2 separate regions of the Zea mays genome follow, and region 1 is linked to region 2. The links are chromatin contacts, called in public Hi-C maps. All regions are on one chromosome and are shown on one strand. The core of a region is the stretch at or near the end of the contact, and the rest is flanking DNA. Distances in the headings are between cores, read along the strand shown. Region 1 has its middle 97 kb from the start of LOC103655493. Region 2 holds the start of LOC100502533 (cryptochrome 2).

The links. Hi-C and Micro-C count contacts between places; a contact is called where the count stands out from the background.
Region 1: a contact with region 2 is called in a Hi-C map of bundle sheath, with 2.3 times the contacts expected there. The contact joins the enhancer-like site here to the promoter of LOC100502533 in region 2. A contact is called at or near these places in 2 of 25 Hi-C or Micro-C datasets (bundle sheath and endosperm).

Annotation. Positions count from the first base shown.
Region 1 is chr4:129,047,417-129,050,292 of Zm-B73-REFERENCE-NAM-5.0, reverse strand. No RefSeq gene overlaps it. Among protein-coding and RNA genes, the nearest start is that of LOC103655493, 97 kb to the left of the region's middle. Within about 2 kb of position 1,437, at least 16 of the 20 cell types and tissues checked have an H3K27ac peak or open chromatin away from gene starts, as enhancers often do. A contact at or near this core is called in bundle sheath, where this site is marked.
Region 2 is chr4:128,871,632-128,874,360 of Zm-B73-REFERENCE-NAM-5.0, reverse strand. LOC100502533 (cryptochrome 2) reads right to left here and starts at 1,259. Exons shown (of 5, transcript NM_001197008.1): 1 at 670-1,259; 2 at 1-100. The coding sequence starts at 1,021. It also overlaps a transcript of LOC100277665 not described here.

The DNA of each region.
Region 1 (2,876 bases), core at 188-2,687, 180 kb before region 2:
TTGAAGTCCTGAAAACAGTGATATTGAGCTAACTTTGGACACTTGTAGTTTTAAATCCATAAGGGTTTTGTAGTAAATCACTATGACAAATTTGTAAGGCTACTATAGTAGTGCAAATTTGAGTAAGGGACCTAGTCCTAAAACTATATGGAACATAGTGTAAAACATCCCCAAAGTTGGGTTGTCAGACTAGAACAATTCTGAAACTAAGGATTCAATGACATATAGTCAACTTTGGAGCCAATTTGTGACTGATCCATTGAAGTTAAGACCAAGGTCAGTGTGACGAAGTTGAAGATGTTATATAGGAGAACAACTTTGATGAAGTCGATTTGGTATGTTACTACTTGGAAATGGGAGTAATATGCCCTCAATGTAGCTCTGTGGGACACTGAAATGGAGTACTACATTGTACAGTAAACTGAATTAGATCACAGGTGCAATGCACCTCGCCGCCATTGATCATGCGCCGTGATACGAGCTCGCCACAGAGATTCGCACCAAATTTGGAGTACATGACAAGGTAAAAGATCTTCAGAGGGAGGAACATAGGCGCTTGGCCGGCTTATGCATGACATCCACTTGCCATGCGGGCCCGCCGTTCTATCGACGTTGGGGATCTTTAAATTGAGTGTTCACGGTGAAACACGCTCTGTGAAATATCCCAACCACCATCGAGCTCGATCCTAGCCAAAATTCACAATAGGGTTGACCAAGATTTTAAATTGAGTGTTCCCCTTTCTCCGCCTCTCTATTACGCGTCCAGCCCACCCTCAACCACCTCCCACCGTTCAACGTAGCTTGAGTTCATCGGATTCCCCCAAAGATCACCAGCGCCGCTGTGGTGCATCTCACCGTGGCTAGCGCTTCTCGGGTTAGTTTATGCCCCTCTGGCTTGCATCCTGGTACTTCTCCGACCCCTAGTTGCTTATGGAATCGGCCGTTTGAACTCTACCACACTGAAACTCCGAGAACGTCGTCTCGTCGTCGCTGGGCACCGCGTAGACCGCCCTTCGCGTCAACCAGCTAATCTAGGAGTTCTCCGCCCGAATTTACGCAAGCATCATAGCTCTGATATGACACCGAAGCTCTCCATGCACTTCAATTGAATGCTACCGTGTTGTTGTGCTCGGAACAAGCTTGTCGAGCCTCGGCGTTCGCCATTATCATGGACAAGGGTGTTCATGGGTCGGATCGTTCCATTTTTCTTCGGGGACGTGCTCAGTTAGCTGCGGGAATGAAGCCTGTTTACTCGCTACCACCAGAATAGGTTGCCAGCGACGGGTACGCGCGACTCCGACCTGGTGCTCGACCAGAGCGCTGTCTGGGACCCAAGCACGTGAAGAAATAGAAATAGGAGTGGTAAAGCGTAAATGTCAGTGACAAAGGGAATAGTGTCGCGGGCTCATACCTGATTAATTGAATGGCGAGGGGCCTTTGCGCAAAGTCACGCGCGCGGGCGCAGACACGGGCATGCGCTTTCCCTGTCCGTGGGCTGGCTCGAGCTAGATTCAGCCCAATCATATTCTAGATTTTTATTTTTCTTTTTCTTTTTACTGGTAGCTTGTAAAATCCATTAAAAATAATAGAAAATTTGTAAAATCAAGGGACCAATTTTAGTATACTCCTAAAATCATATATTATTTAATAAAAATAGTTTCAAGGTTTTTATTGCAAACAATAAATTATATAGCATTTAAAGATGCTTATGCAAAGCCTATTAGAATTTTAGAAGTATATTAGGAGTTTAAAAAATCATAAAAACTTTTGGGTGGACTTGGTATGTTTGTTCTAGCCCTTGAGTGAAGTTTGAACTTGTTTGGCCAAGAAAACGGATATAGTTCAAGAAAATAACTCCTTTTAATACCAAATGAAATTAGGAATTAATTTTACAAGTGAAATTGAAAATAGTAAACTTGCTATAACTTGTTAGCCTAAGAATATTAGTTAAGTTAATCTTAGAAGATTATCTAGCTAATAAAACACATGAAGGAAAGTTGTATTCGAAAGAGTGTTTCTAATTCTTGTTTATAAACAAGCATGTTTTAAACTAATACTTAATTTGGATTAAGTTTTGTTTAAGTTGTGTTTTTCAGGCATCACCTATTCACCCCCTCTAGGTGACTATCACATAGATGCTAGTCAGCAAGCCCAAAGCCCTAGGTGGTATGGGCGTTCTCAACCTCGACAAGTTCATACATGCCCTTCGATTTTACTCACTTTGGAAGGACTAGAAGGTGGTGATCACCCTTAGAAAGGGATCGATGTGCCTTGTAACATTATGGACATGCTTCTTTTTAGTGCCTCCACCATTGTCATGTGGGAGATGGCAAGACAGTTGGCTTGATGGCATGGACCAAGGAACCTAGACAAACACCTCTTCGAGCTAGTATCAAGAAAAAATAGGACGATTGCTTGTGAGTTCAATGGCGGGAATTGGATCAAGTCTTAGAGAAGCAAGATCACATCCTCGATTTAGATCAAAGAATTTGTCTCCCTTTGGATTAGACTCCAAGATTTCCATCTTCAACCATAGGTTCCAAACACCATTACTTGGAAATGGAGCCCTGATGATGCCTTCACAGTTAATTCAGCCTACAAAGCGCAATTCATCGGATCTTACACCCACATCAAAGTTGGCTTTGTCTAGAGGGCAAGGGTTGAATCAAAATGCAAGGTTTTTGCTTCAATTCTTCTACAGGACAAGGTCCTTGCTGCGAACAATCTTGCCACTAGGGGTTGGCCACACCATCCAAAATACTCCCTCTTCAATGGGCTCCTAGAGACTAGCCTTCACCTCTTTTTGCATTGCCCTTTCGCCCGTGTTGTATGGGATAAAATTCTAGCTTCGGAAGGTATGACCCTACCTACCCAGG
Region 2 (2,729 bases), core at 10-2,509:
CACGGCTCGTACAGCAGATCGGCGTTGAAGGACTGCACAGTGATGCCCTCCGCCGACAGCTGCTCCTTCACGCGGTGGTCCCGGACCAGCGATAGCGGGTCTGCACGGCGGGCACGAGACAGCGATCGGTGAGGAATCGAGGACCGTTCGTGTCAACCGGGCCCCAAAGTTTATTTTTATTGATGGTTCTTGGGAGAAAAGGAAACTCCAAAGAAGAAAGATGCAGGTTGTTTTGTTTGGTGAGTACAATTGGCTGGGTGCAAGGACTTTTTGGAATTAAGGAGGGCGACGGCGACGGCGACCAAAGTCAGTAAGGCAGGATGCTAATTGCTAAACTAAGCTTGGAGTTGGTTTACGTGTGGAGTATATGAGATATCCATTAATGGCAGATATACGAAAGCGAAACTGTTCATGGAAAGATCCTCTTCTCTAAAATTCTGTATATATATCCTGTGATTTACTATTTAGATAGTGAAGTACGGGATCCCGTTCAACCAAACCCGATAGAGCAAGGCTAGAATACCATGATAAAAAATCGATTTTTGACACGAAGTCAAGCTGACGATTTGCATATACTGTGGCAAGAAGCCAAGAACAGCTGCAACATGTAGCAAGGCGTAAAACAACACCTAGAGCAGAGCAGAGAGAGACAGAGAGGGGGGATCGAACCGTAGAGTCGGTTGAAAAAGAGGTGGGTGGCGCCGGTGCTGCGGACTAGGTCGATCAGCGCGACGACAGCGTCGCTGGAGCGGCGGGTGACGAGGCGGCAGGCGCCGAGCCGGCGGAGCGAGGCGTCGAGGTGCTTCAGGCTTTGGCTGAGCCACCACCGGGACACCCTGCCGGGGTAGTAGGGCCCGTCCTCCTCTGGCGACCACACGTACGCCGGCACGACCTCCCCGGCCGTCCGAGCGGCCGCCGCCAGCGCCGGGTTGTCCTCCACACGCAGGTCTCGCCTGAACCAGACCACCGTCCGCACCCCCGGCTCCCCGCCGCCGCTCATCGAGGACTGCGATGCTGTCATGGCACCCTCACCCTATCCGGCACGGCTGACCAAGAATTCCAGACACAGCAAGCTCTTGGCCCTTTGGCAAGATCCGCAGCAGCTCAATCAAGAATCGGTCAAGCAGCCAAGAACAAGCTCTTGGCTCCCTTCTATGACTATCAGTTGCGCAGGCGAATCAAGCTGCTTCACGCACTGAGCCAGGATTGCTCCAGGAACTGCGGAAAGGCTGGACTGGATGGGCCTCTTCTCTTCAGAGAGGCTGCAGTGGAGATCGGATAATCTGACAAATCCAATCTACCCTCCTCTGATTGAAAATCTGATTGAAAAAAAGGGTCCAGAGTATTTTTTTTCGCCTGGGGAATCGATGATGTTGTGCAGAGATTGGCAGAGGGGCTCTGGGTTGCGGGAAAGGCGAGGGTGTGGTGTGGTCCAGTGCAGAGGGAGGCCTGCGGATATTGGGATTGGTTGGTTCGGATTTGCTCTTGCCTCGTCCTCTTTGCCATTTATCTCCTCGTGCTCGCCTGCGCTTGGCCTTTCCCATAACATATTCCCTCTCCATTTTTGTTTTCCTTTTGTTTTCCCATTTTGCGTGGGCCATTAGATTCCCGTTCAACTCATAAAATTTGGTCAAGTTTATGAAGCATGTTATTAGGAACTTTAGAAAATCATAAAACTGAAGTTATAAACTTTTAGAAGACATAAATAAGTTATTTTGTTTTATATTCAGGTTAAAAATATATTTTTAAAAATGTTTAAATTTATAGTATACAACATAACTTAACACTGAGCCTGGAACCTAGAGCACTGTCAATCACCCCCTTAGCCACTGGCATTATCGCTTGTAACTTTTTTTTGCCACGTCCGATCGGATGTAAAAGTAATTTTTAAAAAATAAACTTATTTTCTATTATGTATAAAAAACTTTCTAAGGTTTAAAAATTATCTAAAAATAATATTCTATAAAACATGGTACTCTGTCATCTAATATTGAGGCTAATTAGGCTATCTTCAGCAGATCGTACATTTGACCGTGTAAAATAGCACTGTAGATATCACTATTTACAGATTAAAGTTTAAAATAAAGATATGATATAGGACGTGATAGAAGAGCTGTTGGAGATAATCAAAGGGCGATGTCACACCCGGTTTTAAGAAACAAAGCCGGGTGCATCTCATACATGCGCCAAGAAGACAACATATATAATAACAGAGTGTATAGAGATAAATGTCACAATATAACCAGAGTACTTATTACATAGCGGGAGTCTTACAAAATAAAATATAAATATAAAACAAACTAAGGATCATCCTTGGCGCAAGTCAACTAGAAGACGCCACCTAGATCGAATCGAACACCTCGTTGTGTGGCTACTCTTGAACCACCTATTCTTTTCTTGTGGGGGTGTGAGATAGCAAGGGTGAGCTCACACGTGTTCATCGGTCAACAAGTTGTGGGGAATAATGTGTATGAACTCACTAAAGATGGGAGTTCATGTAATGTGCAAAGCTGATCAGCAATAGGGGTTTAAGCTGAGCATTGCTTTTAATAAGTTGGTCAAAATTTTATTAGCAATTACTAAATGTAAGTAAATACCAAACCATAATAAATAATAATAGAACAAAATTAATACCAAACCATAGTAAATCCCATGTCGCCAGGGTTTGCAAGGCCCTTAGACACTACCGAGGTGAATGGCTAGGGATCCACTACAAGGCCTTTACAAAG